5 separate regions of the Mus musculus genome follow, and regions 1, 2, 3 and 5 are each linked to region 4. A link is a contact called in public HiCAR-type and promoter capture Hi-C data. All regions are on one chromosome and are shown on one strand. The core of a region is the stretch at or near the end of the contact, and the rest is flanking DNA. Distances in the headings are between cores, read along the strand shown. Region 1 has its middle 19 kb from the start of Aopep. Region 2 holds the start of 6720489N17Rik (RIKEN cDNA 6720489N17 gene). Region 3 has its middle 10 kb from the start of Gm40981. Region 4 holds the start of Zfp367 (zinc finger protein 367). Region 5 holds the start of Fbp2 (fructose bisphosphatase 2).

Evidence for each region. Promoter capture Hi-C pulls out the DNA fragments that hold promoters and counts their contacts. HiCAR-type assays count read pairs that join an accessible place to other places.
Region 1: a contact with region 4 is called in a promoter capture Hi-C map of cranial neural crest. The contact joins the enhancer-like site here to the promoter of Zfp367 in region 4. A contact is called at or near these places in 4 of 39 promoter capture datasets (cranial neural crest, hippocampal neurons, liver and 1 more).
Region 2: a contact with region 4 is called in a HiCAR-type map of astrocytes, with 3 times the contacts expected there. The contact joins the promoter of 6720489N17Rik here to the promoter of Zfp367 in region 4. A contact is called at or near these places in 1 of 39 promoter capture datasets (pre-B cells), 1 of 115 datasets of contacts at active chromatin or transcription factors (astrocytes) and 1 of 9 other capture datasets (adipose tissue).
Region 3: a contact with region 4 is called in a HiCAR-type map of kidney, with 5 times the contacts expected there. The contact joins the enhancer-like site here to the promoter of Zfp367 in region 4. A contact is called at or near these places in 5 of 39 promoter capture datasets (cranial neural crest, hippocampal neurons, liver and 2 more) and 2 of 115 datasets of contacts at active chromatin or transcription factors (astrocytes and kidney).
Region 5: a promoter capture Hi-C map of second pharyngeal arch cranial neural crest shows a contact between it and region 4. The contact joins the promoter of Fbp2 here to the promoter of Zfp367 in region 4. A contact is called at or near these places in 3 of 39 promoter capture datasets (cranial neural crest, pre-B cells and second pharyngeal arch cranial neural crest), 1 of 115 datasets of contacts at active chromatin or transcription factors (astrocytes) and 1 of 9 other capture datasets (adipose tissue).

What each region holds. Positions count from the first base shown.
Region 1 is chr13:62,942,952-62,948,195 of GRCm38.p6, reverse strand. No RefSeq gene overlaps it. Among named protein-coding and RNA genes, the nearest start is that of Aopep, 19 kb to the left of the region's middle. Within about 2 kb of position 3,710, at least 25 of the 459 cell types and tissues checked have an H3K27ac peak or open chromatin away from gene starts, as enhancers often do.
Region 2 is chr13:62,621,639-62,627,282 of GRCm38.p6, reverse strand. 6720489N17Rik (RIKEN cDNA 6720489N17 gene) reads left to right here and starts at 3,101. Exons shown (of 3, transcript NM_173381.1): 1 at 3,101-3,245. The coding sequence starts at 3,243.
Region 3 is chr13:62,904,981-62,910,601 of GRCm38.p6, reverse strand. No RefSeq gene overlaps it. Among named protein-coding and RNA genes, the nearest start is that of Gm40981, 10 kb to the left of the region's middle. Within about 2 kb of position 2,866, at least 43 of the 459 cell types and tissues checked have an H3K27ac peak or open chromatin away from gene starts, as enhancers often do. A contact at or near this core is called in hippocampal neurons and kidney, where this site is marked.
Region 4 is chr13:64,150,940-64,156,027 of GRCm38.p6, reverse strand. Zfp367 (zinc finger protein 367) reads left to right here and starts at 2,829. Exons shown (of 5, transcript NM_175494.5): 1 at 2,829-3,428. The coding sequence starts at 3,039.
Region 5 is chr13:62,856,265-62,861,470 of GRCm38.p6, reverse strand. It overlaps Fbp2 (fructose bisphosphatase 2), which reads left to right and starts at 3,071. Exons shown (of 7, transcript NM_007994.4): 1 at 3,071-3,343. The coding sequence starts at 3,174.

The DNA.
Region 1 (5,244 bases), core at 2,461-4,960, 1.2 Mb after region 4:
TACTAATGGTTATTGTTTGCATATATGTCTATACCTATCTGTTCCTAGATATAACCTGCTCAATCTGTATAGTGTTACTTGTATGTATGTTTTCAGGGCTGACCATTTGGTATTAGATACCCAGTTGGTGTGCTCTTCCTTGGGGAAGACTGTCTTTCTCATGCTCAGCATTACTTAGTTGCCTACAGTTCTTTGTGTAGAGTTGAGGCTTCCTGGCTTTCTCCCCTCCACTTTAACATGTCTATTGTTACTATCCCAGTAGGGTGGTTATACATATATGAACATGGCTGAGCAAGTATCTGTGGCCTAGGCTATTGAGTTTTTGGGGGTATATGCTGAGATATATGCTGCTAGCATATACCCAAAGAACTTTTGAATTCTCCACACTGGTTTCCAGGGTGACTGCATCCGTTTGTAATTCCACAAAAAGTGTATGAGGGTTCCCCTTTCTCCACACTCTCCCCAGTCAGCATTTGCCATCAACTGTTTCTTGCTCTCAGCAATTCTGCCTTGGGGAAGACGAAATCTCAACATAGCTTTAATATGAATTTCTAGAGTTGCTAAGGATGTTATGTTGAACACCTCGAAAGATATTTTTAGTCATTTTTAGAACTCTTCTCTCAGGGCCATAACCCATCTTTTGATTAGGTTGGTTGTTGGGGTTTGAATGAAAAATGTTCCCTGTAGATTCATGTATTTGACCTGGCAGGTAGTGCTTTTTGGTGAGGTCATGGAATGTCCAAGCTAATGCAGGACAATTACTAATTCAGAGTCAATATGGATAGTATAATGAGATAGTATTTCTAAGCTCCCTTCCCACCAAATTAAGTAGAATATAATTGTCCTTAGTCTTAAGAGGGGGTTAACTCTAATACCTTCCTGAGGACACTAAAGCCTATAGAGTTCCGTCTCATATACAAAGTGGGGTGCATTTTGTGCATAACCTCTGCACACACCTTACAATTTAAACCATCTCCAGATGACTTATAATACTTGACATGGCTCAAGTTCTATATAAATACTAGTTGTACTGCTCAGAGAACAGCAGCAAATTAATATGACTGTCCATTTCAGCATGCATGCAATTTTTTTTCTAAAATTTTCAGTTCATAGCTGATTGATCCATGAATGCAGAACTCAGAGATATGGAGGTCTGCTCTCAACTATATTATATTTGGAAGGATAATCAAAGACCGGATAATTCTCATCTAACTGATAAACAGTGGGAGCTGAAGGAAGAGCTGGAAGAGAGCCAAATAGACACCAACACTTTTCTTACCAGAGTTGGTAAATAGTCCAAAGTTTGGGCGAGCAGTGATTCAGTGGTTAAGGGTACTTGCTGTTCTAGCAGTAGCCTGGGTTTGGTTCCCATCACCCGTGCTCGCAACCACTTATAACTCTAAGTCCAGGGGATGTGGAGCTCTCTTAGAGTCTCAGTGGACACCCATATGTGTGTGATATACATAAACTCATGGAGCCCCACACAAATACACATACACCTATTTTTTAAAAAACTCTAAAGTTAAATCAAAGAATTGAGAAATAAACTTGGAAATATGATACAAACCACCAGAAGAAGTAAGTACCCAAATCTTATTTTTACTGATTGGGGTGATTTGAATATGCTTGGCCCAGGGAGTGGCACTATTAGGATGTGTGGCCTTGATGGAGTAAGTATGGCTTTGTTGGAGGAAGTGTGTCACTGTGGGGGTGGGCAATGAGACCCTCCTCCTAACCACATGGGAGTCAGTCTTCTGACTGCCTTCGGGTCAGGATGCAGAACTCGTGGCTTTTTCTCCACAAGCGTGCCTGTCTGGGTGCTGCCATGCTTCAAGCCATATGGATAATGGATTCAACCTCAGAACCAGTAACCAGCCCCTGTTAAATGTTGTCTTTATAAGAGTTGCCTGAGTTATAGTGTCTGTTCACAATAGCAAAACTCTAAGTAAGACGCTGTTTAGAACGGAGTGGGGGGAGTGGTCAGCTGAAGACACTGATTCCAGCAGGAGCTGCAGAACCTTGCTTGCTGTTGTGTGCACAGGGACTGTAATGAAAAAGAGACATAAAACTTGGCATCATGGTGTTCCATAATCCCAGTTCTCAGGAGGTGAAGATGAGAGGACTATGAGTTTGAGTCCAGCCTAGAAATAGAGTAAAATAATAAATAATAAATAAATAATAAATAATAAACAAATGAGTTATTAAAGTACTTCTTTAAAAAGCATGAGGACCCGAGTTCAATCCTCAGCACCTATGTAAAAATCTGTGGAGGCAGAGAAAGGCGGGCCCTAGGGCTTAAGGGGCAACCTAGGGAGTATAAGGGCTTGAGGGCCAGCATAATTGACAATGTCCAGGTCCCAGTGTGATAGCCTGTCTCAGGAAACAAAGGAGATGGCACCTAGGAATGATACCCAAGGTTGGCCTCTTGCCTCCACCCACACATTCACACACACTTGTTCTCCTGTAAGGACACACCTGCACATCAACACTCAGCTGCACACCCCCTCACGCACACTCCAACGTAAAGATGGTGCTACTGAAATACAAAGATATGTTCAGACTCTTTAGGAAAAGCAATCCACGTTCTCAACATGAATGGTTCTGTGAGCTTTCAGAAAGTCAAGTTAGAATTGTTCATACTCATTTTGTGTTTCAAATACTTTAGAAACTACTCCGGAAAAACTCAAACTACCAAAACAAATACTTTAGAAGGGGGAGGTATGGGAAAGGAAGAGGAAAATCAGGTCCAAGCCCACATCCTTAATCCCGGCCTTTCAGAGACCCCCTCCCTGTCCTCCTGGCTTCCTGTGGTTCCCAGCCTTGACCCCTCTTACCTAAAGCTCATTTATCTCACTATAAACGACTCACCATTTTTCACTTCATGTCACTTTGCATCTGTATCGGGTCTTTTCAGACACTGTAATGTTATCTCGGTATAATGCACGCCAGTTGCTGCATTTCAGAATGGGATGCCATTTACTTGGGTAATGAGGGAGGGTGCTGCTTTCACTGAAAGCCGGAGGCTTTGGTCTTAGTATCAATAACACTCCTCCATCTCAGAGGAGAGCACTTAGCATAGCACACTCACAGAGCAGTTGCTGCCCGTGCACAGATAAACTCAAGCTGGGAGTGGGTGACCTGCTTTGCTTTCTTTCTGTTTCTGGTATGAACTTGTATTTTCCTTTCCAGACAAGAGGCATTAGGGTTCAGCCTGTTACCGTGAACTGCAAGCTTTCGGAGTATACAGAGGACCCTTGTAGGGTTAGAGAGTCACATTAAGCGCAGATGTACTTTATAACGGACTGACTCCAGCCCCGTTTGCCTTTTGGGGAACTTGGTATATTCCCTCCATCAAGCCTTTCTCATTGGCGGATTTCTTCCAGTCCATCCGGTTTCACACAATCCCAGAACTACATTCATTTGCTAGGGCACTGGTACACGGGCAGAGGGTCAAGTGGTCGGGCGCGTGGACCAAGTTGAGCCTCCTGTGTTGGAAGCCCGGTGGGGAACACCTGGTATCGTACCCCCTCTCATCCAGAAAGGGATCAACATAGACTAAGCCCTCACAGTTGCATCTGCGGTGTTGAACTGTAAATGACAAGGACAGTTTGTGACTCCTCCGAAGGAAGCCAAGCATCTGGAAGGCTGCTTGGACCTGCTCCTCATTTATGCCAGATAGTTTTGTAGTTAACACTGGGTTCCGGTCTGCAGCAACTGGAGCCGCACAGGGGGGGAAATACGTACTTCTATAGAGAATGACGTATGTAGCTGCTTTCTCCCCCTTTAAGTCATGTCAAAATCTGCTTTTGTGGCAACTGAAAGCTAATAGTTAAACACACACACACACACACAAAGACAGTCCACCTCCAAACTGTTCGAGTTTTCCTCATGAATTCTGAACACCTGCTGCCTTCTCCTGGCTGGTCAGTGTAAAATGAGCTTGGGACGTGCAAATAGGACTTCTGTAAAAACACTAGCATCTCCAGGAGAAAAATTCCTTTGTTGTCAAGTTCAAGAACTCTTTCTGTTTGAGAAAATGACCCTGGGTTTTATAGACAAGATGACTGATGATTCTGAAACAGAAAAGCTGGAACCTGTGCACCGTTAACAGGAAGCTGAGAAAGTGGCTGACTGGATAGTTTGCTCTTCTTTGGTCAGAGGAAAGTGCCCTAACTTTCACATAAACCTACCTTTGTAATTATTTTGGAGTTTTATTTCCACTAGTGGATATTTGTTCCTTGACCACCCAAGAGTTCTTCTCTGCTGGCAGCACTTTAAAATCCTCTCAGGAAATCTCTTTCATTCTGCAAGTTGATGTTGGGAGCTGGGGGGCAGAATTTGTCCTACCTCCTGCTCCAGAGGTAGGCTATGGTGGCCAATAAAAATCTGGATTTCCAGTCAACCTAACCAATAACCCAATGTTAGCCCTGGAGACACAAAGGGCATTTGTCAGGAAAGCATGCTTCTGCCTTCTTCCACAAGTGCAAAACCCGAGCCAAACAAAACAATATCACAAGTCATTCTTCCTCCGAAGGGGACACGTTGGGCCTGGAGTTGCTGCAGACAGGAAGGAGGAACTATGTGGTAACTGAGGATGCAGTTAAGACAGACAGCAACCAAGACCTTGGACTTCCAGCTTTCTGCATCCTTGTTTGGGCCTGCCAGATCAAGCTTTCTTTGAGGCCAGCACCTATGCAGACATTTCCATTATGTAAGCCAAGAGACTCGCTTGACTGTTTAAGCCAGGGCGAGTTGGCTTCCCTGTTGCTGATGACAAAATAGCCTTGGATAATACAAGCCCCTTGCTTCGAGCCTTTCATATCCCCCACTGTCTATAAAAACAAGTTAATGGATGTTTGTAGACTTGGTTGTAGTGCTAAGTGTCGTGGTATGTAAGTATGCCCAGTTTCACTAAGATGTATATATTAAATTTGTACAGCTTTCTTTCTGTGTCAATGATATCTCAATAAATGTTTTTTTTAATAATTAAAAAAAAAAGTTTAAAACCTTTAGCTTAGCATCCAAGACAATACAAGACTGGTACAACGCCAATCTATTCTAGCCAAACTAATCTCATTTTACTTCACAGAATCTTGTTCTTTTCTGGGTATTATCCCTCCTTCAAGGTTACTGTCCTTAAACATCACACACACACAGAGAGAGAGAGAGAGAGAGAGAGAGAGAGAGAGAGAGACTGTTTAAATATATTACATACATGTATAAAATGTTGTAATTGACCTTATT
Region 2 (5,644 bases), core at 1,852-4,351, 1.5 Mb after region 4:
TCAGAGGGATATACTGCCCTCTTCTGACCACTGTAGGTAGTGCACACAGACAGGACCCAGCAAAACACATACATAAAATAAAAATAACGTATAAAATATGGAATCTTCTACAGAGATGTCACAGCCTTGAGACACACAGCATTCAGGATGCACTTCTTTCTGGTCCTACAGAGAAGCACCTGTGCCTTTCCTCTGAACCAAGTTGCTGAGTAAAAAAGCAGCCTTATTCTGAGGTTAGACTAGCTCAGCAAACCTGCTCATGTAAGAACGGTAACCACAGTGCTGTTAGATGATGTTTCCTTGATATTTTCTGTATTTGTATTCTCTGTCCATTGTATATTGGAGAGTTGTGGCATTGATACATCTTTTAAACTTACTTTTTAGATCATACATTATGGACTAGAAGATGGATTTACTCTGTAAATCTCCATCTGCCTAAGTGACTATTGTTCAAACTATAGCTGTGGCCCAAACCTAAGAGAGACTTAGGTATAACAGCATATTGGGAACTAAAAATTCTGTTCTAGGCTGGCTCTTCTTTGGGCATCAGTCAAAGATGAATGAGTGATCTTTTCCTATGAAAGGATGCTAATTCTAACTGTTATACCTCCAGCCTTTCAGAAAATTATTTCTGAGACAAGGTTTCCTATGGTGAGTCATGTAGCTCTCATTCCACTCTATTATGTCTCAGGGCAGTAACATTGCAATCCTATTGTTTAAATCAACTAAATTCTTAAGTTAACATCTGTACCACCACTGTGTTTTAAAATTATGCATTTGAGTCATGTAATCAACTGTTTACTGAGTCCATAGGAAAAGCATTTGCATGAGGGGCATAGCTTCTGCATCCTGACCAGAATAGGAAGAACTTTATTGTGTACACTAATGGGGGAAACAGGGTGGGTAATCAGCTGCTGGAGTTGCCATAATGAAAGTGCCTGATGCTGGCATGGAGGTAATTTTATAATTTTGTAGCATGTCTTAATTCATGTTGGGTAAATGAAAGCAGACTAGATCGGTAGGTGTATGATTTGTGATGTCAGTTAAGCCAGTGAATATTCAAATTGCAGTTAGGTTACTATTGTCCTATGAGATATGTGCAATCCTCATTGACATAATTAAGTCAGCTCAGAAATTTAAAACACAGGCCTTCATTGGCTGTAGTTGTGTGTGTGTCAAGTTACAGGTCTCAGCAGGCAACAATCCACATAGAAGCAAGGTCAAACAGTATTTGAAAGATGTTATTCCTTCTACCAGGAAATGGACTATTCTTTTACAAAGTCAGAATGGCTATGTGTTCTTTCAATAATATTTATGTTTTTAAAAAGTCAATTATTGGTTCCCTTTAAATGCAGCACTGCTTTGAAATCTTACTTGTATCCATTCTGTGATGTTTCCCAGGCATAAGAATTTTTTTCAATTTCTTTTACAAGTGCTGCTTAGGACAAGGTCTCCTGAAGCCCAGGCTGGGTCATGCTATGTAATTGATAATTGCCTTGAACATCTAATCCTGTCTCTAAAGCCACATGATGGGAAGATAGTCCTGCATCTCTTCTAGGCTAGGCTTTGAAGGTGAACGTTTTCCTGGTATGGCTGTACTTGACATTAGCAATGAGTATTGAGGTCACCAATTTTCCATCTTGATAATCACCTTGATTGGCCATTACTGTGGTCTGCAGACCAGGCAATTAATAATCTGGATAAAGGGGCTGGGGAGAAAGCTCAGTGGGTAAGAACACTGACTGCTCTTCCCAAGGTCCTGAGTTCAAATCCCAGCAACCACATGGTGGCTCACAACTTTTAATAATGAGATCTGGAGTGTCTGAAGTCAGCTGCAGTGTAATTATGTATAATAATAATAAATAAATCTTTGGGCCAGAGCAAGCAGGGACTAAGTTAGTGTGGCTGACCATAGTGAAGCAGAGGTCTGAAAAATTCAATTCTCCACAGCCACATGAAGGCTCACAACCATCTGTACAGCTACATTGTACTCATATACATAAAACAATAAATATATAAATCTAAAAAGATAGAATCTGGATAAAAACTGAACTTCCTGTCAACTGTTGTTGCCACCAATGCAATTATTTCAAATGACTGTAGTTACAGGAGTTCAGTTACCTAAAACCAAACAGATGGGCACTGTGAGGGGTTTTTATTATTTTCACCATTTAACATGGGAAAACCCTTCTTTACTCTGGAGGTTTTGGTTAACAAGAAATTCTGCTGTGAGCCTACATATATAAAGGATATTGAAGATGGTAGTTCTTTCTCTTTTCTTCCCACATACTGGCTTGCAAGGTCTTTTTATTTTTCTGACATTAAGGCTCCATCTTTGGAATTCTGTTACGTGCTGAACACCAGCTGAGACATACAGGAACTACTGTTTTCTTCAACTCTTCATTGGTACAGTCATTGATTTACTAGTGGGGCCACATTCTGTGAGCCATTCTTATCTATCCAATTTCTGCATACTTTGAGAGATCCATGCTCCGAGTTTTGTTCATCTGGAAAACCTTTACTAATACAGATATGTTTTTTCACCTTCCCACGTAGGAAACCGTGCTGGCTAACAACAGTGCTCCATAGTGATTGGCATCCATCCCCTGCTTTTCCCCCAGGGTTGTCTGGAGTCTCATATGTAGCAATTGCATATTAGCTGCGGTTTTCCTGATGTCAGTGTAAAATGAGAGGAGCAAACATCATATTTTATGTCCTAAAAATCTCTCTTTAATTGTAATTATCCTTGCAACCTATAGTTTATTCGGCTCCAAGTTGAATACTGTACTATGCAAGGTGTGGCTTTTGATTCCTTGGTGGAGGATGGGACAGAGTGAGGAGGAGGAAAACCGGCGGCGGCCTTGGAGGAGCAGGAAGAAGAAATTCCTGCTGAGTTCTGGATGACAGAAAGATAGACTATTGGAGGACGGGACTGAAAGAAAGTCTTGCAGATCTGAAAAGGGTCAGCTCCTGGATAAGAAACCCGAGCTGGGAAGCCCTATGCTGTGTGCCTTCAGCGCACTCTAACCGTAAGGGAGGTGCTCATGTCAATCAAGACTCACGAACCAATCAGGGCCTCCGAATAGGCCCGCCAATAGGAGTAGAGGCGTGTTCTTTAGTGTGCCTTGTTCCCCTACTCTGCATTCTCTCCGTTGCGAGCAGGCTGAAAGATTGATCTGTTGTGTTTTGATGTCTGCTGACAGGGGCCTTAGGGAATTGCCAGCGATCTACAACGTGGCGACATGGTGAGCGTGTGACCACTGCCCTTAACCGGAAGGAGCAGGAGGCTAAGTAGCTGGAGTGGGGGTGATGGGATACAGGGGACCAGCCCTGACCATTCTTGGTTCCTCTTCAGGCAGTGGAGGGGGAAGAGTGTCTGAGGTGACAAGACTTGGTTTTCAGGGATGTTTAGGGTTGCTGTTTAGTATTAAGACATTTGCCTATCTTAAGTCTCAGTCGCTTGGCAGCTGAAGCTGACCTGCCCGAGTTCCTCTGAGGCAAGGCTCTCTGGTATTTAGAGCCTCCTCTTAAAAGGCAGGGGATTAAGTGAGTAGCTTTTGTTCTATCTCCACAGAAACTGGGCTGCTCTAACTTCCAGCATGCTAGTTGAAGTCACAGGAAGAAATGTGGGACACTTTTAAACATGTCTTTAATCTTTATTTCCAAGTTCTTCTAAAAAGTTTCCTATGAAAGTTCTCTAAGGAAAGGGAGTGGGTGATTAAGTAAAGGAGTCATTGCTAGAGCCTTTCCCTCTTGTCCAGATGCCTCTTGCTTGCTAAGCTTGGGGGAAGTTTGGAGCAATAAACTTCTCTTAAACCAGGAGAAGAGAGCCACCCTCACAGTAGGAAAGACTTTTACACAAGCAAATATGGATAAACTCACATAAATTCATAATACAAATTCATACCCTTTTGGTCCAATGTATGTTGAATTTCCAACTAGAGGGGACTCCTTTGCAGATATGTCCAATCCACTTGCACATAGGGGTGAGATCAAACTGTATCTTCTCTTTTTGGTGTTTCTTATTTTTTATCTTTTTGGATTTTTTTGAGACAGGGTTCCTCTGTATAGCCCTGGCTATCCTGGAACTCACTTTGCAGACCAGGCTGGCCTCGAACTCAGAAACCCGCCTGCCTCTTCCTCCCAAGTGCGGGATTAAAGGCATGCGCCACCACTTCCTGGCTTAACTTTATCTTCTTATGTCTTTATCTCTGCCAGGGAATGGCCTGCAATTTTTCAAAATCACTCTCCTTTACCAATAACCAGACCAACACCAAATGGCTTCTCAGCTCTCTCTTCTATAGAAGATTCTGATGCTAGGAATATTTGCTCAAAGGCACATACATCCTGCTCTCTATTATACTTTTAATAAGTATGATACATTGTAGTGTGATTAGTGAGTCAAAGTCAGCTTCGTGTCTGTATCAGACCCTATCTCAAACACAGGAAATAATGAAAATTATATTTGTGATAGGCTTGCTGACTCCAGTTTTTCTTTCTTTTACAAATTAATATCAAGGTTAAAATTAGATTCCATGTTAAAAGTCACCTTCTTTTTTTGTTCGTTTGTTTGTTTTGTGACTTGTTCTTTATTTATAGTTTTGTGATTTCCACATTAGAAATGGATTCCAGCATTCCTGGTATGTTCTGTTAACTGTGTGATAGTGAACTAAGTTACTAACTGAAAAAGATTCCGATTTTCTGAGCACATGCTATGTACCTAGGCCTTGAGCGTGACTATAAAAGCACTCCCCTGCTTTTTATTAAATCGATTTCTCTTTATTCAATTTACATCCTGCTCACTGCCTTTCTCCCAGTCACCCTCCCACCCCCATAATTCTTCCTACAGTCCGCCTCCCCCTTCTCCTCTGAGTCGATGGGCCACATTGTTTTACCTAGATTTGGTAATACAATGTATTTGGTAGGACTCATGTAGTATCTTGGTTTCATAGTAACTTCAAATTTTTATTCAGATTCTTGATTGCCTCACTGTTCATTCTTTTTTTAAAAAAAGATTTATTTATTATTATATGTAAGTACACTGTAGGTGACTTCAGACACAGCAGAAGAGGATATTAGATCTCATTACTGATGGTTGTGAACCACTATGTGGTTGCTGGGATTTGAACTCAGGACCTTCGGAAGAACTATCCGTGCTCTTACCTGCTAAGCCATCTTGCTATCCCTCACTGTTCATTCTTAATATTACATACTGTCAAAGCAGTGAAGTTATCTACTTCTTTTTGTCCTGTCCTTTCTGGGCTGTGACTACACTACTTTCAAAGTTCCTGAACTAGAATTCTGAGCATTGAAGGTGTATACTGTGTGCCTTTAACACACTTCAACCCTAAGGAGCATGCTTATGTCACTCAAGAATCACTGGCCAATCAGGGCGTCCGGGCAGGCCAATCAGGAGAATAGGAGGGTTCTTCTGAGTACTTTCTGCCATAATGGAGGTTCAGCTCTATGCTAACCTGAAAGAGCAGGGGCATGAACATTTGAAGCTGGGGAAGTGGGCACTTCCCGTGGCTGGGTGAGAACCAGTGGCCAGATATGCTGAGCCATCTCTCCAGCCCCAAGTTAAACACTTAAAAAGTTGCCTTGAATGAATGGATGGTTGGATGGATGGATGGATGGATGGATG
Region 3 (5,621 bases), core at 1,617-4,116, 1.2 Mb after region 4:
AAGATCCCAGGAGCCCTGTGTGGATAATGAAGTTTAAAGTTTGAGAAGCTTTATTGTAAGACTTAAAATCTACCCCACCCTCCCGCTCTTGTATGAGGGGTGCGTGTGCATGCCATGACATGTGTGCCTAGGTCAGAGGACAAGATGGGTATTAGTTCCACATTGTTTAACAGGGTCTGTCTTGTTCATACTGCGTGTACTAGGTTAGCTGACCAGAGGAGCTCTGGGTACTCTCCTGTCTTCACTTCCTGTCTCCCTGGAGGATTGCTAGGATTATGGATGCATATGCTACTTTCTCTGAATTTCGCATACAGCATCTTTCTCTCTTCCTGCAAACTGTTGGGTCAAAAAAGTAAGCTTGGTGCAGCCCCTCTTTGGTGGAGGTTTAGAAGGCATGGAAAGATGTGGATTTTGTTTTTCCTAGAGCAGATCTATGATAAGAGATGGGGTTCTGAGTGCACAGCCAAGCAACCCTGATTTGCATGGAGCAGTTCTGGGTCAGTGTCTTGATTTCTCCGTTTCCCCCATGCTTAAAATAGCAACAGCACCTCTATTTTCTGCTTCCAGCCCCCCCACCAGCTCTAAGTGTGAGGCATAAATTTACAACGAATGATGAGCTCAGAAGCTGCTCTGTGAAGAGCCACCCGCCTCACTGGGATGCATATTATCTGAAGCGCAGATGTTCTGCACAGTGTGCTCTTCTTGGAAATATATATTGCACCATCCCTTGAGCTTCCTGGAACTGTAGAATGTACAAACATCAACATTGTCACACTGGGTTTCAGAGACGATCCCAGTCTCTCATTCATCTGGGAATGGAGGTATTTGCTGAAAGAGCAACCCCCCCAACTCAATTGGAAAGGAAAATTTTAATTTTTCTTCTTGATATTTGTATGCAATGTCTCTCTTCCCTTTCTTCCTCCTCTTCCTTATCTTTTGCGACAGGATCTCATGTATTCTAGGCTGGCCTTGAACTGGCTATGCAGCCAAGGATGTCTTTGAACTGATTTCCTGGCTCTACCTTCTGAGTGTTGAGATTACTGTGTGTGTGCTAGAGATGGGGACTGAAGCCAGGGCTTTGTGAGTATCAGGCAAGCACTCTAGCAGCCGAGCTACAGACATCCCCAGCCTGGTTACTGATCCGGTTTTGACTTCACCATAGCTTACCAGGGAATCTCTCACAAAGCACAGAGGATGCATAGTGTGAGTCAGACTGACGTTCACATCAGCATTTAAAATGAACAACATTTAGAGAAAAATTGTGTTACAAAATTCTTGTGTACTTAACAATCATGAGAGTTAATAGCACCAGCTACTGTTTCCTAGGGGAGGGTGTTCTGAGCTACTGTAACTATTCTAAACACATTAGCTCCCATAAGCCATTGCATCAAGCCTTTGCAGAATGTAGACTTCTGTCTTGCAAATGATGAAACTGAGGTCTGGTGGATGAGCATCTTGCCCTTGATCACACTGCTCGTAAGTGACAAAGTCTACATTTGAACAGAGATATTTCTAGCTCTCCAGCTTATGGATAATTTTCTTTTGTTTCCCCACACAGACCCTTCAGAGTCCCACGCAGCTCCAAGATGTAAGTTCTAGGCTAACAGAAAGATGCTAAAGGGACAGCTTTGAAAAGTGATCTCATTGCTTTCCATGAAGTATTGCTCCAGGGCAAGGAGTAGTGGAAGCATGCTTTCTTAGTACGTGCAAGGTCCTGGGTGCAATTCCCAGTACTGGAAACAAACACACACAAAAGCCACAAAAAGTTCTAAGACACCAGTATGGTGGTTCTTGTGCAAAGGTGATTTGGTAAAAATGAGGCAGGGCACTCTCCTTACGGCTTCTTCCTCTTGGCCATGGGACAGTTCTAGATGTCCTCATTTTGGTATAATATGGGAGGAAGTTCTTCCTGTTGAATCCTAGTTCTACCTCCCCCCCCCCCAACAATACCCCCCCAGGGGTGCATTAGGGATCATGAGGAAAATCTCTCTTGAGTGTTTGCCTCCCCGTAGCTTATTTCTCTTTCTGGGTTAAGGCAGCAAAGCAGAGCCTCCTTGTGTGGGCTCAGAGGTCTCCTGTGTGCTTACCCTGTGGCGTAAAGGGTGTGGGGAGGGGCAGACTACCTGGACGTTGGAGTCTAGACCTTGGTAACTGAGGCCTGAACAACCTGGGGCTGTATTTAATCTGCAATGTTGCCCAAATGCTCAAGCGGAGTATTAACGTCACAGAGGGGTCAAGGGCCCCAGGTCAGTTAAGGGTTGCATCAGCTGCTCTTTTCAAGGACTGCTGACAGCAGCAGCTGTTTTCCCAAGTGCAGACGAGAGTCCCCAAAGGGAATGCGCATGAGTCTCCACATGCTTCATTTGCTCATGAACCTTTGCTCCTAAGCAAACAGTGCATTTCACAGGCAGAAGCACGCACACTCCGTCTGGCTTGGCTCCTCTCAATTGACCTTTCTCCTGTAACTTCCAAGCTTGTTTTTAATAAATGTTTAACTTCTTGATTAATTTCAGTAATTTCTGAGGGTAAATTTTCACAGCGCAGATAATGTGTTCTGAATGCCTGCTGAGCTGTAGGCTATGTCAAAACTGTAAACACTTCAGATTGCTCTACCTTCCCAGTACCCTCCCTTACTATGCGGGAATGAAACTCAGTCTTTCTTTTTTTTCTGCCATCTGCGTAATTGCCAGCATTTAAAGATGCTTGCTTCTCTCTTTCGTTGCCTTTGGGCAAAGAATCACTTGCCCAACCTACACTAAATTACTATTTTTCTGGTTTGTTACCCCTCATTTCCCGAAGACTGGCATATAATGAATGCTCGCATTTTGATGTTTTTCTCCGGGACTGCCGTTTTTCTCTGGCAGTTCACCTGCTTTCGATTTTCTTCCTCCCCATCTGCTTATCCCACGGAAGAACTTCCCGCCCACATCTTTATTCCGTTTGCTTTTTAAAAATGCACCATAGCTCTTGGGAAGGAGGAAATATTATCTGCTGCCACAGAATCAGAACCGTCTCCTTTGTCATTTTGCCCGAGCAACTTGGGTCCCATTTTCTGTTCTCTCTTCTTGGGTATTGGACTTGGTGGCGCCATGTAATCCTGTAATGGAGCTACACTTAAAAGCCAGATGAATTCCTCAGAGAACCATTTCTCTCAAGCAGTCCCATTACCAGTGTTTATCAATGTGTGATTGACACGAAGATGCTACTGGGAGGTGATCTTGAGCGCCAGAGGACATCAGGGTGAGGTGCTTCCCAGCACGCTGACCTCCACTGTTTCCTTCCCCGCCTGCTGGACCACAATCTCCTTACTTCTCTTCAGTTATTTATGTCTGGCTCCTTCTTGCCAGTTTGTCTGCTGTTATAAGAGCAGATGTCATTATATGGCTTTGTGGTAGGGCTCTTGGTTATTAATGTATATCAGTTTGGAAGTAGATTGAAGCATGCTATGCATCCCACTGCGTGTCCTGTGTCCACGTTGTGCGTGCCGCCGCCGCTCATCGAGACTTCTCTGTTGAATCTTTAAAGATTATCTCAGCGTCTTCTTTCTTTAATTTTGAGACATGGCTGTCCTGGAACTTGCTTTGTAGACCAGGGTGGTCCCAAACTCACAGAAATCCTCCTTCCTCTGCCTCCCAAGTGCCGGGATTAAAGGTGTGCACCATCATATCATCACTCAGATGTATTTCTACTTAGAAATACACAGTGACTGCATCTCCATGTTTATAGATTTCTGTATGGTTGTGATATGATCTTTGATGCTTTTGTACATGTGTGAGGCCAGAGGACGGCCTCCAATGTTTTTCTCCATGCTCTGCCTACCTTTTGGGTCGAGGGGGAGCAGAGTCTCTCAATAGCCTGGTGCTCACCAGTTGGAATAGAGCAGCTGATCAGCGGACCCCAGGGATCGACTTGTCCCTGCTATCCTGCCCAGCATTTCTTAAAGGGTTCTGGGCTCTAACTCGTGCTTCCATGGTGAGCACATTACAGAATGAGCATCTCTCCATCAATGAGTCAAGATGGTTTCTTAATGTTTGGGTTGTAAGCCTAGTCTTCAAAAGCCGAGCCATTTCACCAGCCCCTCAACGTAATTTCTAAAAGGAGTGATTTCCCACTCTAGGACTTGACTCTGTCAGTTACTACCCTTGGTTTTCTACGGAATAACCAAAAATACGCTGTGCTCTCGCCACATTGGTGGGTATGATATGAACTGAACTGTAGACTTGAACAGGCAGACATGAGTTTAAAGAGCTCTCTCTCTCTCTCTCTCTCTCTCTCTCTCCCCCTCCCCCTCTCTGATGTTGTATAATCGCTTTATGTAAATTGGAATTATTTTCAAACCTCTCATCACAGTGTGGTGGGTGTTCTTGTCACACAGGAAGATGACGTTCTCAGGCCCACATTGGGGTATAATCCAGGTTTTTATCTCTCTTGTGAATGAGGGATGTCCTCCTTGAGGTTGGTAGTGAAACTAGTTCTTTACCAGCAGATCTTCATCAACCCTGTATTTAGAATACCAGGGTACAATTTTAAAATGGCAATTTCATATTACAAGATAACATTCGGATGGGGGAGCTATGAATGGGATGTGATCATGGCTGTCTCCTGTGAAGCTTGCAGTCTGACGTTTCACAAGAAATAAGAACACCTCTGTAGCGTCACAGGACTGCGATACATCAGAGATTATAACTTTGGGGCGCCACTGGATGCTTTTGCTTCTCCTTTATAATGCACTGACATCTTTTTGTAAATAGAATCTAATGCACACCCCTGATTGTGGCACACAGAGCTGTCTGCCAGGCTCTGCTGAGTGTTGGAAGTGTTGGCTTCACCGTGTTCTGCCCATAGCTGTTTCTATACCAGGGCAGCTTTAAGAATTGTGACAGGGACAGTATGGCACACAAACCTCTCTGGCCCTTTGCAGGCAAAGAAAGCCCAGCTCTGCTCTGTAGAATCTGGCTAAAGACTCCTCCATTCCTTTGCTCTTAGAGAAATGGGTACTCTCCTTGACTTCTTGATACTGGGATCTTCCAGCAGCCATTTCCGGAGGGCAAGGGTGTGTGTCCAAGGTTCTCATGTCAAGGAACATGGTCCCCTGGGGACCCTCCTGTTTTTTTTCTTCAGTTCTTCAGTGAAATTGCCCCTCTTCACTTCACAAAAGGGCAGCCTTTGGCACATTTGTCATGCTGTGCCCACCAGAGGGCTGTTCCCATCAAACTGGTCTCAGTCTCTTGGGATTTAGCTATTTCAGATTCCCACAATGAATCCAGGGACCACCTGGCACACTTACTGCTGTACCACTCGGCACTGCTGTACAGCTTAGCATGCTTGCCTGAGCTCACAACTGGCTTTGGCTGGGTCTGTGATCCAATTAATCGTGGCCAGGGTTGAGGAGATCAGCGTTATGGGGCCTCTCTTGGGAGGTTGGTTGACTGCAAGCTTCCTCTAGAAAGAAAAGCAAATGTGGCATTTCTAGAACACTAGAAAATAACGTTTGGTGTGTTCACATGTGCCCATGTGTGCATGCCTGTGGAGAACAGTCTCAGTTGTCTGCATGCCTTAATCACCCCCAACATTTTTTTTTTTTTAATTTGAGCAAGGGTTTCTCACTGAACTTGGAGCTC
Region 4 (5,088 bases), core at 1,580-4,079:
GTCTCACACAGGATAAAAAATTTTGCTTTGATAGCAATAGTCATGCTTCTTGACTCTATTCAAGTTCTACATGTTCAAGTTGAAAGCCCCCTTTTACTTTCTTTTTAAGGCTTTAGGATACATTGTAAAAGATTTGACAGACTTTTATCAAGCTTTTTTTCCGTAGCTTTTTTTCATGCTGAGGATTGAGCCCAAAGCCTTACAACACATGCCTAGGTGTACCAATAAGCCACACCCCCAAGGGACTACATTTTGAACACTGAAATAGTATAGCTGGTTTTTTGCTTGCTGAGTTTTAGCTTTTGGAGACTGTTTCTCTGTGTAGCTGTAGCCCTGGGTGGCCTCAAACTCTGAGGTCCGCCTGCCTTTGACACCTGCTGGGAGTAAAGGCATGCACTAGCACCCTGTCTTTTTAGTCTCAGCAGGAGACCACTGCTCGTCTGTGACGGGTTTTAGTGTCTTCAGAGTTAGTGTACATCCTTAGGCTGTTAATTATATCTAGGACAGAACATAGACATCAGGAATATACGCACACATTGCATATAGCCCCCTGGTGGCATCAAAGTGGAGCAAGAAGCAGCTCAGAGTGACTTCAGTTCTCCCAGAATCAAACTCACCACATTCCTGGCATGTTTTTCATTCTCTTGTGGCTGGAAGCAAGTGGAGTTGCCAGGTTACCCTTCATCAAGGGTAATTTTTAGAAACCTTGTCAGTGTTCTGCTTTCTGGGTGATTCATCTTGCACTTGAGCAGGTTAGTGTTGAATAGTAATTATTGGCCAGTGTTTAACCTGTGGGCCTCTTGCCCAGCCCTTCATTCAAGTGTTCCTGATAGCTATATCTTTTTTTTTTATTTTTTAAACTTTCACTATCAACTATGAAACAAAGTATTTTAGTGGATTTGAAACAATGTAGTAAGGTTTCTGTTGTCGTTTACAATATTATCCCATTGTGGGAAACAAAAGCTGAACTTTCCGTTTCCAGATTGACTATTAAAATCAGACTGTATTTCCCGTCCCGCCCCCCACCCCCCCATACAGTAGATACAAGCTGTGGTACCCAGCCAGCCTCCAGAAAAGAAATCCAATTTAAAATGTTAAATGTATATGAGTGTTTGGCTTCCTTGAATGTGTATCATGTGCATGCATTGTCAGAGGAAGCTACAAGAGGGAAGCAGATCACCTGGGACTGAAGTCACATACTGCCACCACTGGGAGCTTGGAACCCAAGTCTCCTGGAGGAGCAGCAAGTCCTCTTAACCATGGAGCCATTTCTCTGGCTGCTTTGTTCTTTTTTTTTTTTTTTTTTTTTAAAGATACTTTTACTTGTCCCACTTCAAAGATACAAATTACTCAATGTATCTTCTTGAAACATTTCACTTCAGTTCACAAGTTACTTTCTCTCCATAAAGTCAAATTTGACTTCGGTATCTTGCTAGGTATAGTTTATTTACCCAAAATAAAGATGTGGCTAAAAATAAGGTCACACTATTGGCTGCTTTGATTTGTTAATTTAGGCAGTTTTCTCTAAAACAACACTCTGGTGCCTAAATTAATTTAGGCATAGCTTTGTATTTGATGGAGTTTAGTTACCGGTTCTATCGCTTAACCACTGGATACTCATTCAGATATAAAAATCTTTATGGAGTCTCTACTAGGAACAGGCTGCCTGGGAAACGCAGCAAGCAAATGAGCTCCAGTTGCCAGTTCTATCCTTTAGCCTCTAAAGAGATTTTTAAAAAATCTTTGAACTGCTACCACCATCAGACTGCCTGGGAAACACTGCAAGCAAGTACGACCGGGAGCTGACTACTGTGCGAATGGTTGCTCATGCGTCCCACCGCGGTCCCGAGCCTGGCAGCAAGAACCAATAGTCCGGGAACCGTAGCAGGGCTGGTCACGGGACTCACATTAAGAACCCATGCCCTTAGGCAGGAGTGGTGACTCACGTCTTTAGTCCCAGTACTGGGTGTGTGTGTGTATGGAGGGGGGGGGGCGAATGGGATCTCTGACTTCGAGGCCCTCCTGGTCCCTACATAGGGAGTTACAGGGCAGCCAGGACTCTATAGAGACCCTGTCTCAAAACAAAAACAAGCCGGGCGGTGGTGGCTCATGCCTTTAATCCCAGCACTTGGGAGGCAAAGGCAGGTGGATTTCTGAGTTCGAGGCCAGCTTGGTCTACAAAGTGAGTTCCAGGGCAGCTAGGGCTATGCAGAGAAACCCTGTCTCGAAAAACAAAACAAAACCAACAACAACCCCCCAACGCCCAAAAAGAAGTGGTGCTTTGCTGGCGCCTTGAGCAGCCGTGGGTGGGGTGGGGTGGGACGGGCGCGGCCTCAGCCCTTTAAACTGGCTGCGCGCGGGAGGGGGCGGATTGGGTGGGGCGATGGGGAGGGCCCTCTCCACTGCAACTTCTCCAGACTCCTACCCTCTTTACACCCCCTCTTCTTCTGGTGGGGGAGGGACCCAGCATGCTCGCCCCGCCCACCACCACGCCCCTTTCCCGCAGCTCCTCCAATCAACAGCCTCTTTCCCCCTCCCCACCTTCGCAGGAGTCATCCGGCCAGGGTGGGGCTCCCGACGGGTGTGTCAGGACAAGACGCGCGCTCCTACAGACTTTCGAACGCAGTTGGCCCTCCAGACAAAAAAGTATGAGAGCGGCGGCCAATGACGTGGCAGTAAGGACCCGCGCTCGAATTGGTTCCGCCCCCTCCGGACGGAACACAGCCTGGACCCGGCTATTGGCTCTCGCGACCTGTCACTCGTCGCGGTGGCCAGCCGCAGGGTCCTCGCGGTGACTGGTTCCGCCCAGGCGCGAAATGTAACGCGGGAAAAGCCGAAGCGGGGACCGCGGCGGCAGGTTGTTATTCTCGGGGACTCGGCGCCTCGCGTCCCGTTTTCCTGTCAGCAACGCTGCTGCAGCCTGATCGCCCGGAGCCGCCTGCCATGAGCCGGCGGCTGTGAGGCGCCGAGACGTAGCAGCGCGGGCGAGCAAGGCAAGCTCGGGCCGCCGAGAGCGCGAGGGCTGCAGACGAGCCAGCATGATCCGCGGCGCCCCGGCACCCATGGCGGAGCCGCCGCCGGTCGTCTTCTGCCACGACTCCCCGAAGCGCGTACTGGTATCGGTCATCAGGACCACGCCGGCAACGCCTCCGTGCAGCAGCGTGGGGGAGCCCGAGCCGCCGCCGCCGCTCGTCCCCACTAGCCCCGGCTTCAGCGACTTCATGGTGTACCCGTGGCGCTGGGGTGAGAACGCGCATAACGTGACGCTCAGCCCGGGGGCGGCGGGCGGCGTCGTTTCAGCCGGACTGCCCGTGGCGGCTGAACTCCCGACGCTGCGGGGTGCGCCTCAGTCCTCCGCCTCCGTGGCCGCCGTGTCGGGCGGGGAGGACGAGGAGGAGGCGAGCAGCCCAGACAGCGGCCACCTCAAGGTGAGTGGCTCGGGCGGCCCCGGGCGCGGGGCGGCCTGGGGCCCGTTAACGGCGCCGCTCGCCAGCGGGGCGGGGCCGGAGAGGAAAAGCGGGGTGGCGGGGGCGGTGGCTGACAGGACGCTGACGTCACTGCCGCGCGCCAAAACCGGACCTTTGGGGGCAAGGTGGTCATGTGACGGGTGCGGCGCGAAGGCCGGTCTGAGGGCAGCAGGTGCAGCGGGGTGATGAGGGGGAGGCTCGCTGTGTCCAGATGCCTTGCACTGCTGTGCTTGTAACCTCGCGGCCTCGGCCTGCTTAGATGTGGGAAGGAAGGATGTGAGCATTTGGCTCCAGCCCACATTGGGGCGGGGGCCAAGTATCGCACTGTATCCCTGGCCTGCCTGGGACTCTCAGAGTTCTACTTTCCGAGTGCTGGAATTCAAGGCTAGCGACACCATGCCCTACTATACCCTTTACATCCGGAGCAGCTGAGGGTTAGGGAGTTTGTTAAAGCGTCTTCATGAAAATCGTATGTATAGCTAGCTAGTGGGAGTGTTGGCACACGGTGACTGTGCTCGGAAGGAACCGGGAGTGTGTTTATGGGGCTAGACTTAATACTGGACATTCATCAGAGCTCAGGAAGGTATCGGTAAATCTGTGTGTCGAATACATGGTATTGCAAGATAAATATGCAGTTTTCTGTTGTTGGTTGACTGCCAGAATAACTTGATTTGCTACAGGTGTAGCAAAGCAAATTACCCAGCGGATTAAGGGATGCCTAGTTTATCAATTGAAGCAAGTTTGGTAACATTGTGTATGGGCGGTAGCCAAAAAGGTGAAACTGTTTTGTGTGAGGAAGTAGGTACTTAGCTAGTGGTATTATTATAGAGCAGTAAAGTTGAAACTTGCACCACAGTGCATATTTGAAAGAACAGTAGAGATGTTGGTAGTAGAAACTGCGTTGGTGTAAGGAACAGCTATTGTTGCTGGCTTCAGGTCGCCCCTCCTGACATGTCATCTTAGGTACTTTAGGTATCTATAACTTTTGTATTAATTCAATATTTTAGTCCTTAGAAAATGCATTGTACAGTTAAGTGACATACAAAAATACCGTGGAAGTTTCTTGTATTTGACTTTTTAAAGTTGTAGTTAATTTATATTGTGTCTGCACTTGTGTATGACTGACACTGAAGTCAGTTTTATGAACCACTTTGAGGGTGCTGGGAATCTAGCTCAAGTTCTTTGGAAGAGCAACAAGTGCTTTTAACCATTGAGCTATCTCTCTGTCCCCTTTTCCCCTCAATTTGATTTTTGGATTATCAAAAAAAAAAAAAAAACTGTCGTAAATCAGTGGTTCTCAACCTTCCTAGTGCTGCATCCCTGTAATACAGCTCCAGTTGTGATGACCCCAACCATAAAATTATTTTCGTTGCTACTTCATAGTTATAAATTTGCTACAGTTATGAATCATAACGTCAATATCTGTTTTCCCCAATGACCTTAGGTGATCCCTGTGAAAGAGTTGTTCGACCCCCAAAGGGGTCTGGACCCCGTAGGTTGAGAACTGCTGTTGCTTGTATTTATTTGTTTTTCCAGACAGGGTTTCTCTGTGTAGCCTGGACTGTCCTGGAACTCACTCTGTAGACAAGGTGGCTTCAGTCTCAGAGATCCTCCTGCCTCC
Region 5 (5,206 bases), core at 1,822-4,321, 1.3 Mb after region 4:
GCCCAGAGGGCTCCTCCTCCAATAGTGGTGGGAGGTGGAGGTAGCTGTGAACCAGAAAAGGAAAAGGGCACAGGTTAACTATGTGTCATGTCACATGAGACATGTCACTAATGTGCCAGTGGTCCCAAAACACCTCTGTGGGGCAGCTCTCACCCGCCTCATCTCCTGGGGAAGCTTCCTTTGCATCTAGGCCACAAAGGTGCCACATGCAGATGTGCTAGGATCACATGACAGGATTAGATAAAGCAGTTTTGCCAACAGGAAGGGTCCTCAGACAATCTTCCAGAAACATATTTCTTTGTCCAGGTCTCTGGTGGACGGTCTTACAAGCTTTAACTGTTCCAGGGTCTGTTTGTCCTGATGCGCTCAGACGTGGGGTTTTCATGGAACACAACCAGGTCCTCAATAACTCTGTCGCTAATATGTCAGCAGTCCTGAAATACCTGGGAGGGGCAGCTGCCACCCAGCATCCAGAATGTCACTGTGGCCACGCTATGAGTTTCCAGTCTGGTGTGTACCCTGGAAGAACTTTGGCATTTGCAGAAAGGCCAGCAGCTGCTGTCTCAGGCCACTTGGGCAACCTGAACGTCTACCCTTTAAGTGCAGCTTTGTGTATGGGCCAGAACTCGACATTAGGCATCTTTTTTCTTTATATGTTGACAGAGTCTCTCACTGAACCCAGAGCTTACTGATTTGACTAGACTGGCTCTAGTCTCTTCCCCACAGCTGAAATCACAGGTGCACTCCAGTATGTCTGGGTTTTAACATAGGTGCTGAAAAATCCAAAGATTCTCTGGCTTGCACGGCAAGCACTTCACCAATGAACTCAGTCATCCAGCCATCCTTCCAGCCTCTTCACCAATGAACTCAGTCATCCAGCCATCCTTCCAGCCTCTTCACCAATGAACTCAGTCATCCAGCCAGCCTTCCAGCCTCTTCACCAATGAACTCAGTCATCCAGCCATCCTTCCAGCCTCTTCACCAATGAACTCAGTCATCCAGCCAGCCTTCCAGCCTCTTCACCAATGAACTCAGTCATCCAGCCATCCTTCCAGCCTCTGAATGAGGCTCTCAAAGGGGACCTTTGAGTACCTGAGAGGATGCAACAGCCACAGCCTGGAAGACCAAAATACAGTCATGTACAAATTTCTCTGAGCTATGAATGTTCTGTCTGCATGTGTACCTGCAGGCCAGAAGAGGGCATCAGATGCCTTTGTCGATGGTTGTGAGCCACCATGTAGTTTTCGGGAACTGAACCTCTGGAACAGCAGCCAGCGCTCTTAACCGCTTATTCATCTCACCAGCCCCACCAAACAAATTTAATTGAAATAATTATCAAGGGAGGATATAAAATTGCAAGGCAAAATGCACACCCTCAGTTTTGTTGACTAACTTATTTGATAGAGAGTCTTGACATATTGCCCAGACTTGGAATTCTCCTGACTCAGCTCTCCAAGTAGGTGGAGATATTGAAATTATTTATATGTATGCTTATAGTTCTAGGTACACTGAAGAGCTGGAAGGATATAGGTTTCTAAGACACCGAGTTGGATACCAGGCACACCGACTGATTTTGAATACTTAGAGCCACTCCACCAGTTGTTGTCTGAATTTATGAGGAAAGCACAGTCTTACATGTTGAGCATTACTCTCAAATTAATCCACATATTGGGTAGCCAGCTTGGGACCCAGAGCCAGGTCTGTCTGCCATCAGAGAAAGTTAGGATATCACAGTAACAGAGAGCATGGCCAACTCTAAGCAGTTAATTCTAGGTCACCTTTAAAAAGTATTTCTTTAAGCGTTTTTGTTGGGAGCTATTAAGATAACACTATTGTCCTGATCTCTGAATTGGGCCTCTTCCCCCGAGAAGAAAAGAGGGTCAAAAGCGGGCCACCGGCACACCGCTCCGAGAACAACCACAGATTGTTCCAGCCCTAAGTCAGCGCGGATGTCCTGACCTCAAGATACCCTGATACCGCCAAGTTCCTGCTTCCACGTGTAACTGCCTAAGAATGTGCAATTCTATTGCCCCTCCCCCACTGATAAGTACTTCTCCTTTTGCTTGTATTGCCCCATCCCTCCCGCTGATAAGTATCTGTACTTCCCCTTTTCCTTGTGCAATTCTATTGCCCCATCCTTCCTGCTGAAAGGCACTTCCCCTTTTGCTTGTGCATTTAAACCTCAGGCCTGACTAATACATTTGGGGGCTTTGATGCATTCTAGAAGGTCTCCGTGTCGTTATTCGCACAAGGCCCTCGTCCCTCTCTACCCCCCATTTGGTTCTTAGGAGGAGGTCCCCTCGAGACCCTCGAATAACTGGACCTGCTGGACGGGTCACCTTTTTATGAGACCATTTCGTGTGTCTGTCTCCTACACATGCTCCACTTACATGCTTGGTATCCTGGAGGTCAGAGAGGGCACTGGAGCTTCCCAGAACTAGAGTAAAAGTTGGTATTTGGACCCAAAGCCAGGTCCTCTGCAAGAGCAGCCAGTGCGGTCCTGATGTATGTTTTCAAATCAAGGGTTTTTAAAATAAAAATAAAAATCCAGAGAAACTGGCAAATCAACCCTGAGACTAGACACTCTGCTAGGAATGTAATATTATCTTCCTCATCCCTCCAGTTACACATGCTTAATAGAAGCAAGCCTGAAAGAACTCTTGCTCCAGTCACCCTGGGATTGCCATTAGTTTGTTATGTGACCTATGCCCCAGATAAAGAATCTGCCAATATGCCATCTGAGAGTCTCAACCGTGCAGAATGACACACAGTGGCGGCTAGCTGCAGAAAGCCCTCTTGCTTCCCATAGGAGGAATTTGTGAGTCATTTTATTAGCTAGTCTTCTTTCACCTGTGGCTGATCCTGGCTTCTTAGGATCAAACAAAACAAAACTGGGTGTAGAGATTGAGGCCAGCCCTTCCCTGTAGCGCAGTACTATTTACAGCCTGCTTCTTGCACTGTGGCAGCTGCCACCGTCAGGGAGGGAGGCCAGGGAAGTTTCCTTGAGGGCTTGTCCGGCTATCTGAGTCACGTGGGGTGGGGTTCATTTCCCTCGGACTTTGGCACAGTCAAGTGCAGGTGTGTCTTCAACGAGTAGGCTGTGAGGCTGCTGCCTTGAGAGAGCAAGGATTTCTACAAGGAGCAAAGGGAGGCTTTGGGATCTCATTTGCACAATGACGGACAGAAGCCCCTTTGAGACAGACATGCTGACCCTGACCCGTTACGTTATGGAAAAGGGGCGACAGGCCAAAGGGACCGGAGAACTCACCCAGCTGCTCAACTCGATGCTGACTGCCATCAAAGCCATCTCTTCCGCAGTGCGCAAGGCCGGCCTGGCCAACCTGTAAGTCCTGGAGAGCATGCGCAGGCAACCCAAGCCAGGGTGTGGAAGCCACAGACCGGTGCTTGTGCTAGAAACGGGGTCCAAAGCTAATTTGCTCTTTGTGCCGTAAGGACACTGCATTTAAATTCTTTAAGCCTGCTTTGATAAAGCAGCCTTTGGCATGTTTTGCAAGGAAAGGGAAAAACTGCTTAGCAACAAACTGCAGAGAAAAGTGTGACTACCGGTTACTTGGGATTATAATGGTAACACTATAGCTTGTTGCCTCAAAACCTATATTGAATTCTCATTACTTATATTTGCAAAGTCTTAATGGGACTTTAAAATGTGTTTTGATGCCTTTTTTTTTTTTTTTTTTTTTTACCCCGTACAGGTGTGTTCAGTTGTCATGACCTCTGTCAGTATTGTGGGGTAGAAATCACCAGAACACAGGTTAAGGGGGCTTGACTGTCATGAAAAGAACCTGGCTCAGTTTTCTCCATCTTCACGTGGTGTTCAGGAATCTGGACAGGCTGGGCTGGGGCAGGCACAGCAGAGCACCTTTGCTTGGTTCTCTTTTGCAAAACAGGGCCACGTTCATGCTGGAGTTGCTCTTGGCCACAGCCAGGAGTACGGTTTTAAGGCATGATGAAAAGAAATCACTTCCTTTGGACTTCCATTTTGATTCCAGTGAAGGGCCCCTCTGAAGTCGAAGGAAGGGACATACATGTGTGTGTGTGTGGGGGGGGGGGACCCTCGAAGAAGAGCCAACAAAGTCCACCTATTTAAAATGTTTATTCTCGATCGTGTGGTGCCTTTATTCCCAAACTGTGACAGCATTAATTTCATAATTGCAATCATAAAACCACCACAGAGCTTACTATGTACGTGTTTAGGAACAGATAACAGGACCCAAATTAAAGATGATTGATTGGCTCTTTCCCCGGCCCGTGCTGTCCCTTAACTGTGTGATTACTTCATTCGGCAAGAACGGCCAAGCGCTCTCTGCCTTTAAGAACATGCTTCCAGAATGGGCGTTGCCTGCATGTGTGAAGATCATCCCCGAGTAACATTAGATAGCGTCTTTGCTACTCCTGTGTTCCCGCTCTGCTATAATTAGGGCGGTTTCCTGTGGCCACTCAGGACTTTTGCCCACACTTTTAACCCCTCCTCCGTGCAGGCCTCTCGGCTCCACAGCAACTCTCTTGGCAGCGTTCCTTGTGTATCTGCCACAGTCTGCTTCTCAGTGGTTCAGCATCCGACCAAGGGCCATGAAGGTCTAGATAGTTAAGTGCTTTATTTAACTTGGTTTTTCTTACCTTGTAGCTGTGGAATATGGTTTATTCTCGCTAAGACCTCCATGTTTGTAAATCTGGGAGCTACTAATAGTTTTAACACAAAGGGCTGTTACAAGGGTTAGTAAGTCATTAGGGCTATGGTTCTGACAGTGATAAATACTCAAGACATGCCCCACTATTAGCTACCATGGTTCTGAGACCATTCGAGGAAAAACTTACAGACTGGCCTATGTGGTGATTGACCACTTGGTGGCAGGCTCAGCCCTGGAAGTGGTGTCAGACAGAGTCCTAGGTCCCTGGACTGCTCTTCATAGTGGGGAAACCCTAACCTCCTCACACAGAGAGCAGCCACGGGGGTGGGGAGGAGACAGGGGCTGCAGGTACCCTGGCCTTGTCCAGTGCAGCTGTGTCCAGCCTTTAGGCATCGTGACAGGACCTCGTGGTTTACAGATGTGTTGGGCAGCATTCACGCACATGGCCAGTAGGTGGCAGGCTGTACACATTTGCTCAGCTCTTCATGCCCCAGCAACAGCTGCTTACATAGGAGACTGTGATCCTGAGGCAGAGCAAACCAATTTAATTGTTCTAT